Regions from separate parts of the Rattus norvegicus genome. Here regions 2 and 3 are each linked to region 1. A link is a contact called in public Hi-C data. All regions are on one chromosome and are shown on one strand. The core of a region is the stretch at or near the end of the contact, and the rest is flanking DNA. Distances in the headings are between cores, read along the strand shown.

Region 1 (3,924 bases), core at 528-3,027:
ACCTCCACTGCGTACCCCTCTACAAAGAAGGGAAGCGCATTATTCAGTCTTTGGCATCGTGGGCTCTACATAATGCGCCGGGAGTCCCGGGTGGACGGCGAGCTGCGCATTTAGAGGCATCGCCAAGTTGAGAGAGACTAAGTCTTTGGCTCCATCCTCAACCCCTCGCGGAGCCTTTAAGAGGCGTACTGTGTGCGCCGCGCGCTAGTCTTGCCGCCCGGGCGGAAACCTCGGGTGCCGGGTGCGGAGCGACTGGGGTCCGCGTTCCGGGGCCCGCACGGGCCCATCCCCCTCTCTGTGGCCCGGGCAGCGCGGCCACCCGTCCCCGCCCCCCTCCGTCCCCGCGCGCCCCGCGCGGCTGTCGCGACGCCGCTCGCGCTAGGACCGGGCTGTTCCCTCTGCCGCCGTGGCGGGGCCGCTGCGCTCCGGCCAATGACGACGAGGGGGCGGCGCGCGCGCGCCGGGCCAGGCCAACCCCGGCGGCTGCCTTATAAGGCGCGCCGTCGCCATGGCAACGTGCGCTAAGTTGCAGCAGTCGTGTCAAAGTTCACTATATAGAGAGCTCAGTGAGCTGATCGCGGAGAAGCCACTTCTGCCAGCCCCGGCGCCTATAAATCGCATTCCCTCCCGCGCCCCCCTTTTTAGCATATTTGATCACTTTGATTCTGCTCTTTTCTCTCCGCGGTGTGTGCGTGCGTGCGCGCGTGTGTGTTTTCTTCTCCTCCTCCTCCTCTGCCGGAGTTGCCTCCTTTCTCCGGGTGCCGCGCTGCTCTTCCCTCTTTCATTCTTTCTCTCCGTTTCTCCCCCCTCTGCGCACGAAGGATGCGCTTCTAGGTGCTGATCTGCCCTCCTTTCTCTCTTATCATCTCTCCCCCGCCGCCGGCGAGTTGACTCTTTCCCTATGTGTGTGAGGCGGCGGCGGCAGCAGCAGCAGCAGCAGCAGCGGCTCCACCGGCGGCGGCAGCAGCGGCAGCAGCAGCGACTCCACCGGCGGCGGCGGCGCTAGACGCGGCGGCTCCGGGCCCGACCCGGAGGTTTCGGCGGCGGCGGCGGCCCGGGCGGCCCGCGGGGAGCAGCGAGCGGCCTCCGAGAGCGGCGGCGGCGGCGTCCGGAGCGAGCGCGGCGCGCGCCAGGCGCCCGGGGCAAGAGGCGGCGGCGGCCCAGCGCCAGGACGACGCCGCGCAGCGCCGGACGCGGACCACTTTCATGCTGATTCCCCCGGACCCGGGCAGAGCTCCGGCCACTCCGCGGGCCGCCGGCCTCCGCCCCGGCCTGCCTGGCTCCCAGGGCGCGCCCGCGCCCGGCGCCTTCGCTCTCCCAGTCCTCCTGATTTCGATGGCTTTCCTGAATGGCTGACTGTGGGCTGCCCTGGACTTGGCCCCCGGACAGTCGCCTTCCCTTCTCCTCTTCCTCCTTCTCCTCCTCTTCCTCCTCCTCCTTCTCCTCCTCCAACTCCTCCGCTGCACACTAGATCTGAGAGCGAGAGAGTGAACGAGAGGGAGAGAGGGAGGGAGAGTGAGAGCGAGCGAGATCTTTAGAGAGATTTTTTTTTTTTTTGCCTCCTACTTCTGTCTTGAAGCCAGACAATCGACTTGCAGCTCTCCCTCCCCTCCCTCTCTCCACGTTCTGCTCCCATTCGCTTTCCCCTGTCCCCTTGCCCTCCCCTCTTGACGGAAAGCCCCCCGAAACCAACAAAGCTGAGCCGAGGGAAACAAACAAAACACACCGGGCCAGACAAGCAATCGACAAAACTTTGCAAAAGCAAAAACAAAAACAAAAAAGGAAAAACTAACTAACCTCAATCAACTAGCCCTGAGCCACCCGGGGCGCCCTCCCGCGCCCTCTCGCACCCTCGCACACACAAAAGGCGGCGCGCCGGAGCCCGAGACCCGGGAGCCGCCGCCACCCCGCCGCCGCCCGCAGCCAGGGGAGCAGAAGTCCGGACGCGGCCCCCATAGATATGGCAATGGTAGTCAGCACGTGGCGCGACCCCCAGGACGAGGTGCCCGGCTCTCAGGGCAGCCAGGCCTCGCAGGCGCCGCCCGTGCCGGGCCCGCCGCCTGGCGCCCCGCACACGCCACAGACGCCGGGCCAAGGGGGCCCGGCCAGCACGCCGGCCCAGACAGCGGCTGGCAGCCAGGGCGGCCCTGGCGGCCCAGGCAGCGACAAACAGCAGCAGCAGCAGCACATCGAGTGCGTGGTGTGCGGGGACAAGTCGAGCGGCAAGCACTACGGCCAGTTCACGTGCGAGGGCTGCAAGAGCTTCTTCAAGCGCAGCGTGCGGAGGAACCTGAGCTACACGTGCCGCGCCAACCGGAACTGTCCCATCGACCAGCACCACCGCAACCAGTGCCAGTACTGCCGCCTCAAAAAGTGCCTCAAAGTGGGCATGAGACGGGAAGGTATCGGCTTCTCATTTCTTCCCCCTTCGCCCGTGGTCCCGGGGCCCTGGGTGCGTTTGGCTAGCCTGCTCTGGGTAAGGACACAGAAGCCCCGAGCTCTCCGTGTTGCAGTCGGAGGGGATTTGGTACTAGGAGCGGGGTCTGCACTGCAACCCAGATCAGCCCCCACCCCCCACTACAGTCCGCATGCTTTAGCAGACTTTCCTTCTCCACTCTTTCTCCCTCTCTCTCCCTCTCTCCCTCTCTCTTCGGGCTGCTTTCCCTTCCTTTGCATTGATTGAGAGTTCATTCGAGTTCACCTTTCTGCAAGGAATGGGGTTGTTGTTTGTTGTTGTTTTAAAGTCCCCTCTCACTCTCTTCTCTTTCTCCCTTTCCTTGTTTTTCCTGCATGTTCAACATATGTCCCTCCTCCTTACCACTCTCCCAACCCCCACCTTCTCAAAAAAAAAAAAAAAAAACCAACCTGAGATTGTACTTTTGTACAGGAGGTTCAAATTACAAATGGCAATTTTATGCACTTCGCCGTATTAACGCTGCCGCCTGGGCAGAGCTCATGTGACCCCTCTATGGATTAACATTCTGCTTAAAAAAATACCTCTTGTTTTCTTTTTTTCCTTTCACTTTTGAAACGTTGAGAGCACTGTAGGGAGTAGGAAAGTGTGGGCAAGGGGCCTTGGGCCGCTGCTTTCCCTCTGCGCCAGTTGGGTCTTTGTGATATAAAATTATCCCAGAGCCGGGAACAGTGCTCTACCAATGGCGCGCTCCGCGCCGGGCGCGGGCTGCGGGTTGGAGCGAGCCACTGCCGGGATTTCTTTGTGTTTCTGCGAGAGCGACTCTCCGGGTCCTCAGTCAGATAACAGCGGGTGACTGAGCCTCGCTGGCTTTCTCCGGTCGTCACGGGCCTTGCCTGGGCTCCGCCAGCGCCCCACTCCTGCTCCCAGCCTCTCTCCGGCTTCCTCTCCTCTCTGACGGCCTCTCTCTCTCTCTCCGCCCTCTTCTCCCTGGTCTCTACTCCTCCGAGCTGAGCTCACGGATCCGACAAAGACGCCAGACCTAGGATCTGTCTCTCGCCAGGGTTTCCCTCCTGGGCTGGGATTGAGGTTACAAGGTTTGGGGACAGTCGTTCGGAGGTGGCCACAGGCCATCTGGGGTAAACCTTAACGTCTTGTGCAAAAGCGTCTCACCCTCCCCCTACACTCTCATCTCGTTCCTTTTCCAATCAATAAGAAATATAAGCTGTTTAGCAGTTTAAAAAAAAAAGAAAGGAAGAAATGAAATGAAATGAAAGGTGCCCTCAGAATATACTACATACTGCTTGCAGCTCCAGGGACCCCCCATTCAAAGTGACCAATTCTGGGCCCTCGGCGGACCAACGGTAGATGGGCCTCACAGGCAAGTGTTGATCTCTGGCGATCAGAGCTGGCCGGGGAAGTGATTTGTGAGGAGTGGTTGCGGGCCAACCGGCCAACAGACTCTTGGTCTTTCTGTAGCTGGCCTGCCTGTTTCTTGGCTGTTCTAGGGC
Region 2 (3,924 bases), core at 386-2,885, 870 kb after region 1:
GTTTGTTTGTTTGTTTGTTTGTTTCTTAGATAGTCTTGATGTTTGGCTGAATTTATAAGCCTCTCCCCTTCTGCTGGAATTAGTGCAGAAGCACCCTTCATTTTGTAAAGGGGAGATTTTATCTATCTCTTCATTTCACATAGAACTCTGTGGGAGGTGTAAGAAATCCTGGCTCAGTCCGACAGGCTAAACTTTATCTGTACCCAGGCAGCCCCAGAGTGAGAGTTCACCTAAGGACTTCAGCCCTTTCATTTAGGAAAAAGTAAGCATCGTTTTACATGCCTGTCCCCAGAATTACTGTTCAAAGAGGGAGGGAGGGAGGGAGGAGGAGGAGGAGGAGGGAGGAGGAGGAAGAGGAGAGAGAGGAGGGAGAGAGAAAGAGAGAGAACAATTATTTGCTGTTGTTGTTTGTGAATGTAGGTTTAAAAACCTTTCCATGGCAAAGGCCAAGTGTGATCTTAACATCAGCCCCATTCACTGGTGGCACAGGTAAATTCTGTAATTCTGTCAATTTAGAAACCCACATTCTTTGAAGATATTGTCTTAAAGCGTTCTTCTAAGAATTAAATGCAAACATACATATATATATATATATATATATATATATATATATATATATGATGAAGGAAAGAGCAGAGGGCAGGGGAAAGAGAGGGATGAAGGAGGGAGGGGAACTGGGAAAGAGGATATGTACATGTGGTAATCATGTCAGAATAACTGAGAACAAACAAAGGCAGTGGTAAATAGTGGAGCTGAGGGGCTCAGGTTAAACCTCCCCTCACCTGTGCACACTTCCTGCCCTTGTTACTTAAGCCATTAAGTTGATATTGAAGTTACTTGTAGGGACCTCAGACTGAAGAACATTAGCATAAGGCAATTTCAGCTTGGTGTCAATGATTCCCCAAGATATTTAATTTAAATGTCATTAATTGCTGTTTATAAATCAATTCCCCTTCACTGATACCCTCTCGGACATACCTTTTGAAACAAAACAAAACAAAAAACCCTGATGTTCTGGGCTACACCTTTCTCCAAGTTTCTTTGTGAATTAAAAGCTGTATACCATGAGCCCACAGAAACTTCCCTTCTTTCTTGGGAAGGAAAATTATTCGAGTTTGTGCTTCAGAGCAAGCCGCGAATGAGCTTCCGGTCTTTTTTGCACTCCAGATATTTTCCTAATCTGGAAACATCTCAAAAGGGTTCTTGAAATATGCGTTTATGGATCATTTTGTGAGAAAACGTTCCTCCATGTGAATTTGGGCCTTAATCTATAAGCTGGGTGACAAGGGTCAAGTCCGGTTTACAGGGAGGACACGTATATTTATGAGACTGGTTTTAGTGAAAATTATATTTTTGACTTTGGCGTTCACAGATTTTGAAGGCAAATTCCTTGCTGACAACTGTTAGGGACCCACTGAATAACCACAGACTGGCTACTTTTGCTTTAGGACTGTGAGGAATCCTGACAATGAGCACACGAGTCTGGTCAGAAGTCTAAACATGGGACTGCCGTTCTTTTCTTTTTCCTCCTCCTCCTTCTCCCCCTCCTCCTCCTCCTCCCTTTTAAAATTAGCCTTGCACAGATCAAGTTAAAGAAAATCTGTTTTTTTCATATGTGAGTCATTTCCCCCTAACAGAACTTTCCCTGCCTAGGCAAACAGTAGTAATATAGCTGCCTGCAAGTCCATGTGATGAAAGCCCGTGTCACCATGTGCAAACTGTGAAACGTAATTGAAAGTAAAATGTTTAATTAAAATGGACATTTCTGAGCCCGCTTGTGGCAGCAGCCATCTTGCTGAAAAATTATATTTGTTACACCGGCAACCTGGGAAAACCAATCAGAAGACGGTGAATGCCAGGTCCCATCGCAAAGTAAATGGGGTGAAAATCGGAAGGCAAGCCGTAGTTACTGTGCATGTCCCCAACACATGTGCCCTGGCGCCGACCACGTAGAACATGAGGACCTGCCGGCCAGAGCCGTTCCTAAGTCAGTATTCATTATCACAAAGCATCCCCTTCCCTTCAAATAATTCTCCCTCGTACTCATGTCAGCAAGTCTCCTTAACAACAGGGCTTTTCAGATGCTCTGCTCTCTCATACTGGCTGAAATGGAAGGATACTCCTTGTCTCCGAATTTCTCCTCGGAGACCATGCGGGCCTTTCCCCTCCTCTCATAAAAGCCACGGGTCCCAGATAATTCAGACTCGCGTGGAGATAGGCGTTGCACAGGTTTGCAGTTCAGATGTGTGGACAGATTTTGAAAACGAATTTCCATCTGGCATCCAAAGGGCAGCTTCTCCTGCCTGGAGGTGGGGTGTCAGAGAGCGCCTGGTCTGAGCTGGGTCACCAGCCAGCAAGAGTCCCAGATTCAGAAAGTCTCCTTATTGGAGAATTTCTTTGACATTTTCGAAAGGGCAAGTGAAATAAAGTTCTTTTTGGCTGCATCTTTAACTTTATCCTCTTAAAAACCAGCCACCAACAGCAGAACTAATCTTGCAATAGTAGAACAGTTCTTTAAAAGGATGACAGTTCCCACTTACCTTGGTTTTTTTTTATTTACTTATTTTTTTTAATTTTTGCCATATTATGAGGTTTTTTTGCTCTTTGCACGGTTACCGGCTCTGCAGTCTAATTATCATGGCTCAGAACGGAGGAATGAAACAGCAAACCAACAAATAAATATAGAAAGAAAAGGTCTGCCAATGTGAAACCCATTAAAAGTGTTAATAGCAAAGCACTGTGGGAAAAAAATCATGATTAGGATATTAAAACAAGTCTTATTGTCTAGATCCAGCAGCCACACCATTTGATCATTTTCCCTATCTGACCTTGTCCAGTGAGCTCTCTCTCTCTCTCTAATATGTTCTTTATTGCCAAAGGAATGCACTTTGAATTTACTTTCTTTATGGTGTGATTATAAATCTCTGTGACATCCCTAATGATTCATCTCTTTTGGCGCCAGGCAGAAGGATAACCACTTCTATAATGCACACGTTTCACTTAAGGTGAAACCGGAAGGAGATTTATCAGTCAGCACAGACCTTCCAGGCACAGGCTTAAACTACAACCGTTTATCCCCTTCCATAAACAAGTTTAACTTTGGTGCATTTTCTCCCTGAAATGCCTCATAACCCTCTAAATAAGATGTTTTAATTTGTGCATGGTCTGAACAAGTGGGCCTTTTCTTCTGCCGAAGGGACAGTTGTACGTTTTCGACTGAACCTCTCAGCACGGAAATATATCGGTCAGGAGCATACTTCCTAGGACTGCCGATCGCTCACTTGTCTTAAATTAAGCAGAATGCTTAATTGAGACTGATTAGTGACTGTTTTCTATGATTTGTAGGTATCTTTTTAAACTCCAAAAATAAATAATTTTAAGGACATCGGGTTGTAAATAAGCCTGCTCTGTGTTTGAAATTTTAACTCAGAAAACATTGTACTATAAGCAAGATTGAATTTATTTATTTATTTATTTATTTATTTATTTATTTATTTATTTACTTATTTATGATTCCATTATAAACCTTAATGGCAGTAGGGTTTTCATTGTGAGTGGAAAATACATGAACACGCCATGTAAATCCCCTAAAATGTCCATATGATTGAATACCTTTCTCGTAACATATTTGTCGTTCTGTGTGTGTTCGGCCCGGCAATGTTTGCTTCAATGTCCTTTTTCCACAGTACAAACAAAACTCCACGGATAGATACAAAACCCACACAGGCCGAGCCAATGATGATAGAAAACTGGTGAGCAAAATTACTTTTGAACTTCAGATGACAAGAAACACACTTGGTCCACGAAGCTGGAAGAAATGGAGGTTTTTTTTTCCCCCTCCCTTTCCTCAGACATATGTAGAACATTTGTTTCTGTTTTATTTCTACTGTCATAATATGATGGTTTTATTCAGTTTTTAAACAT
Region 3 (3,924 bases), core at 508-3,007, 580 kb before region 1:
AAGGGAATTAAGCAGGAAGGGCAGGTCTCAGTTGTTTCAATACTGTAGTTGTGACATCTTTAATGGTGAGTGCAGATCACCAGGAAGGGGCGTGGGGCTGCTTTATCAGATTTTCTGCACTAATGTCACTTCTATAAGTGCTGGCCTCTCGGACTGGATGTGCAAGCTGCAAGTAGGAAATCTGACATTTGAAAAGTCTCTGTTTTAGACCTGGCCCTAGAGACGAGATGGTGTACCAGAGGACCACCAGGAGAATCCAAAGACGTCAGAACCAACACAGAAGGAATTACTTTTTCAAGTTAACTTTAAAGAAGAGAGAAATGGGGGAAGAGGAAGGAAAAAGGGAGGAAGGGAGGGAGGGAGAGTGGATGCAGAAGCAGGTAAATTAAGATATTAAATATAACTTAACATAAGTAAATTTATCTCAAATACCCACTGTGAATTTTATACTTTTAAGGTATATTCATTTGACTATACTTGAACATAAATCAACTCAATCTGAAACAGCCATTGGTGTCTTTAATATTTTATTCTTTTAAAAGCTCTCTTCGTCTCAATTAGACTTCAAAGGTGGAAGTAAATGGAATTTCTACAAACAATTCAAGAATTTTTTATTCTTTTTCTTTTTTTAAATCTCCCTTCAGTCCACTTTCCTTAGAATCACAGACATATAGATCTATATTTTATCATTCCAAAGAGCCACCCCTCCACTCTCTGTTAACGGACAGGCAGTTGGTAATGGCTCTCTGGTAAGGCTAGATAAACTTTTTTAAAATATAAAGAAGCAGACAGCATCAGGGGTCAGGCGAGGTCAAGTCAGCCCTCCCAGCCATGTGCTCCCTCAGTTGAGAGATTAGGGCCCCGTTTGGCCAAGGGGCAGCAGAGGGCACTCCAGGCCAGAACAGGTTAAGTTGTGGTCACTTTATCTCTTATTGTTGATGCAAAGTCCTGAGGCCATGGCCCAGGGTTTTCCTGCAGAAATGTGTTTACAAGCAGGTCAAGGACTTGCAGAGAGATAGCCATTAGCAAAACAACTTTTCTATTGACTGCAGCAAAGAAAGGTGTGTTTGCGGATGAATTATCACTTGCTTCTTAAAGTGGGGGAGTAAAGCTCATTCAAATCCGAAATCCTGTCTTCCTCATCCACCATGGATATTTCCCAGGAGTGAGAGGCTTCTTGCTTTGTACACAGCCACTTTTGCCACTACAGGACAGATCTGTGATGGCATCTTCCTCCCTTTGCCAGTTGTCTATTCAGTCCTTATTCGAATGAAGAAATAATTTTAATGTAGAGTTAGAAAGAATCGGGAAATGTCAAAAGGGGGCGGGATTAGCCGAGAATATTTTAGGAAGGTCCCAGGGCTATAAAGGTTAATTCCCTAAATAAATAATCTGCGTTAGTCTCGTGATTTAGAAATCAGCCATACCCTCTAGACTACAGATATTTTAGTTGAATCCAGTTTTTGTGAACTCTTGAAACGGAAATAAAAGAAGTGATCGGAGTCCAAGGAGAAAAGGGGAAAGAAGAGAAACGAATCAACAAACAAGCAAAAACTGAAGTAAAAGCAAACAATTAAGGAAACTAGTGACACAAGGTTACAAGAAACAAACAAACAAACACACAAAATAACAAATGCATGCGTTTAAGGCTTTCAACGCACAAGCGGACCAGCTTGGGAAAGTGATGTCACTGGCCTGGAAGCTGTGGGAAATTAGCCTCTCTGCGCATGTCTACTCTATGCTAAAGAAGGGAGCTTGTGTTTCCACTAACTGAGAAATCTGAACTTGGGAATCTGCACTTGGGTATATGAGCTGTCTCGTTAGAAAGATACTTCTCAATTAGTTTCCTTTTCATCCCCCCTTTCTTTCGGCTTCCAGCCTTCTGTCGCACACCCACACAGACACACAGAGTCCCGCACTTGCGAAGGGTCAGAAAGGTTCCTGGCCATTTCTCTCCATAGAAACCCTGACAATGTGGCATGTGCAGTCTCGACAATGACATGCCACTCAAAGTCCCCCCTTCAGATTGTCCCTCCTTTTAAAGGAGACAGCCAACGTGAATGAAACACTTTTTCCCCTTGGGTATGTCTGACTTGCTTTCATTAACCCAGATACAAAGTGCCACTCAGAGGCTTCGGACAGTAGAATTCTTTCTTCTCTCAACTAGCAATTCATTTGACCCTCAAGAATAGTATTAACGCTCTATGGCATTCTATGTTTCTTATTTGTTTTATGCTCTTTCTGCTCTGTGAAGCATGCTTATAAAAAATGTTGCCCTGTACCGTAAAGACTTCACAGTAAAAGGACATTCTGAACAGTTTCATCTTTAACATGCGTCTGTCACTCAAATTGGAAAACTTTATGCGGATTCCTTTCCAAGCTGTTAAAGATTAGCTTGATGCAGATAAGGCTATTCCCCAAACTCATTATCTATCTTCCAAATGCACCTTAAGGACTCCCTAATAAAGTCAAGGTTACATGAAGAGTATTTTACTGAAAATCAGCAAAAGACTGTTAATAAATCCGAATTACAGGCACACTATTTTGTCCCTGCCTCTCATCCTTAAAGAGATGATCTTTCCATTTTTATTAGTTTCCTTAAGCAGTAAGACCCCTTCCTTAGCCATACATCACCAATTAGTCAGTGCTTATTGAGAATGGAAATTAAAAAAAAGATACCATTGCCTGTCTGTCACTAAATTCTGCCTGCCATTCTGGATACATCACACAAAAGTCTTTGATCTTTAGATTACACTCAAATCAAAACTCTTCTGCAACCTTACTTTTTCCTTCTCTATTAGTCTCATGGTGCTAAACGTACACACACACACACACACACACACACACACACACACACACACACACACACACACACCTTTTCCTAAGAAACATAGCTCCCAGCTGTAATAGCTTTACTTTTGCTCAAGCAAAATTCCAGCCCACACAATTTGTGTAGCAAATGCTTCTCCCAGCCTTAAGCAAAAGACTACCACGCTGTTTCTCCTTCACTGTCACACACAGTGAATGTCCTGTGTCATCTATGTAAGACTCATCCTCCTGCCCAACACTCTTCTTCCTGTTCTTATTTACCAAATTCAATTTGAAATATGGCTTCATTAATTCATATTAAGAAAGCAGCAAGGACTGCTCCTCCCAGAAGGTTTGCTGACCACGGGCATTTCCACTGGGTTGCTTTTCTTCCATGGGGTGAAATTGTATGCGAATCTCCTGTTTGCTGACTGAGAAACGCACACTTCCATCCACAGCTCCTTTCTCACTAGTCTAAGCCATACTACAGCCATTTGTTGAGAAGTTTACCGTTTCCTCTCCATTCTTTAAAATACAGTTTATGTGAACCATCTGCATTTATTGATAAGGTTGACCTCGTGCTAAAATCACAAACTGCAGACCTGTAACAGTAGTAGAGCTGGGGTGGAGAGGAGGGGCGGTAACGCACTTCAGAGGCTGTACCCTGTTGGCTCATGGGAATTATAAGAGTGAGTCTGATTACACAACTCCACGCGCTTAAATGTGAGCAAATTATGTCGCAGTGTCTACTTTTCAGTGTCCTCCCAAATTCATGGCCACACGATATCATCTACGGTTCTTTGGGAATTGCGGGATCAAAATTGTCTATATATGAAGTTTCTAAAGCTTAAGCTTTGGACCGCTTTCCCTGCCCGCTTTCCCCCAAACATGGAAGCTTTAACCTTGATCTCCTGAGAGAGCCTAATCTTAGCCACAGCCAACGTGACTCCTGGCAGACACGCTGAAGAGGTGGAGGGCACTGAAGCCCAAGGCCAAGGCAAGAGCTACAAGCCAATGGGGTCTCTGCAGCCAGAAGTCCCCAGGGTGAGTGTCAGGGTGGCTGCTCCAGATGGTCCTGGTAGAACTAATCCTCAGGCCTGAGGGACAATTAGTCTG

Evidence for each region. A called contact is a pair of places that touch in the nucleus more often than the background predicts.
Region 2: a Hi-C map of the A7r5 cell line shows a contact between it and region 1, with 6 times the contacts expected there. The contact joins the enhancer-like site here to the promoter of Nr2f2 in region 1. A contact is called at or near these places in 2 of 12 Hi-C or Micro-C datasets (the A7r5 cell line and the Rat2 cell line).
Region 3: a contact with region 1 is called in a Hi-C map of Schwann cells, with 2.2 times the contacts expected there. The contact joins the enhancer-like site here to the promoter of Nr2f2 in region 1. A contact is called at or near these places in 2 of 12 Hi-C or Micro-C datasets (Schwann cells and kidney).

Annotation. Positions count from the first base shown.
Region 1 is chr1:133,424,032-133,427,955 of GRCr8, reverse strand. It overlaps Nr2f2 (nuclear receptor subfamily 2, group F, member 2), which reads left to right and starts at 1,777. Exons shown (of 3, transcript NM_080778.2): 1 at 1,777-2,402. The coding sequence starts at 1,961.
Region 2 is chr1:132,554,297-132,558,220 of GRCr8, reverse strand. No RefSeq gene overlaps it. Among named protein-coding and RNA genes, the nearest start is that of Arrdc4, 760 kb to the right of the region's middle. Within about 2 kb of position 1,635, at least 2 of the 93 cell types and tissues checked have an H3K27ac peak or open chromatin away from gene starts, as enhancers often do. A contact at or near this core is called in the A7r5 cell line, where this site is marked.
Region 3 is chr1:134,008,659-134,012,582 of GRCr8, reverse strand. No RefSeq gene overlaps it. Among named protein-coding and RNA genes, the nearest start is that of Nr2f2, 580 kb to the right of the region's middle. Within about 2 kb of position 1,757, at least 3 of the 93 cell types and tissues checked have an H3K27ac peak or open chromatin away from gene starts, as enhancers often do. A contact at or near this core is called in Schwann cells, where this site is marked.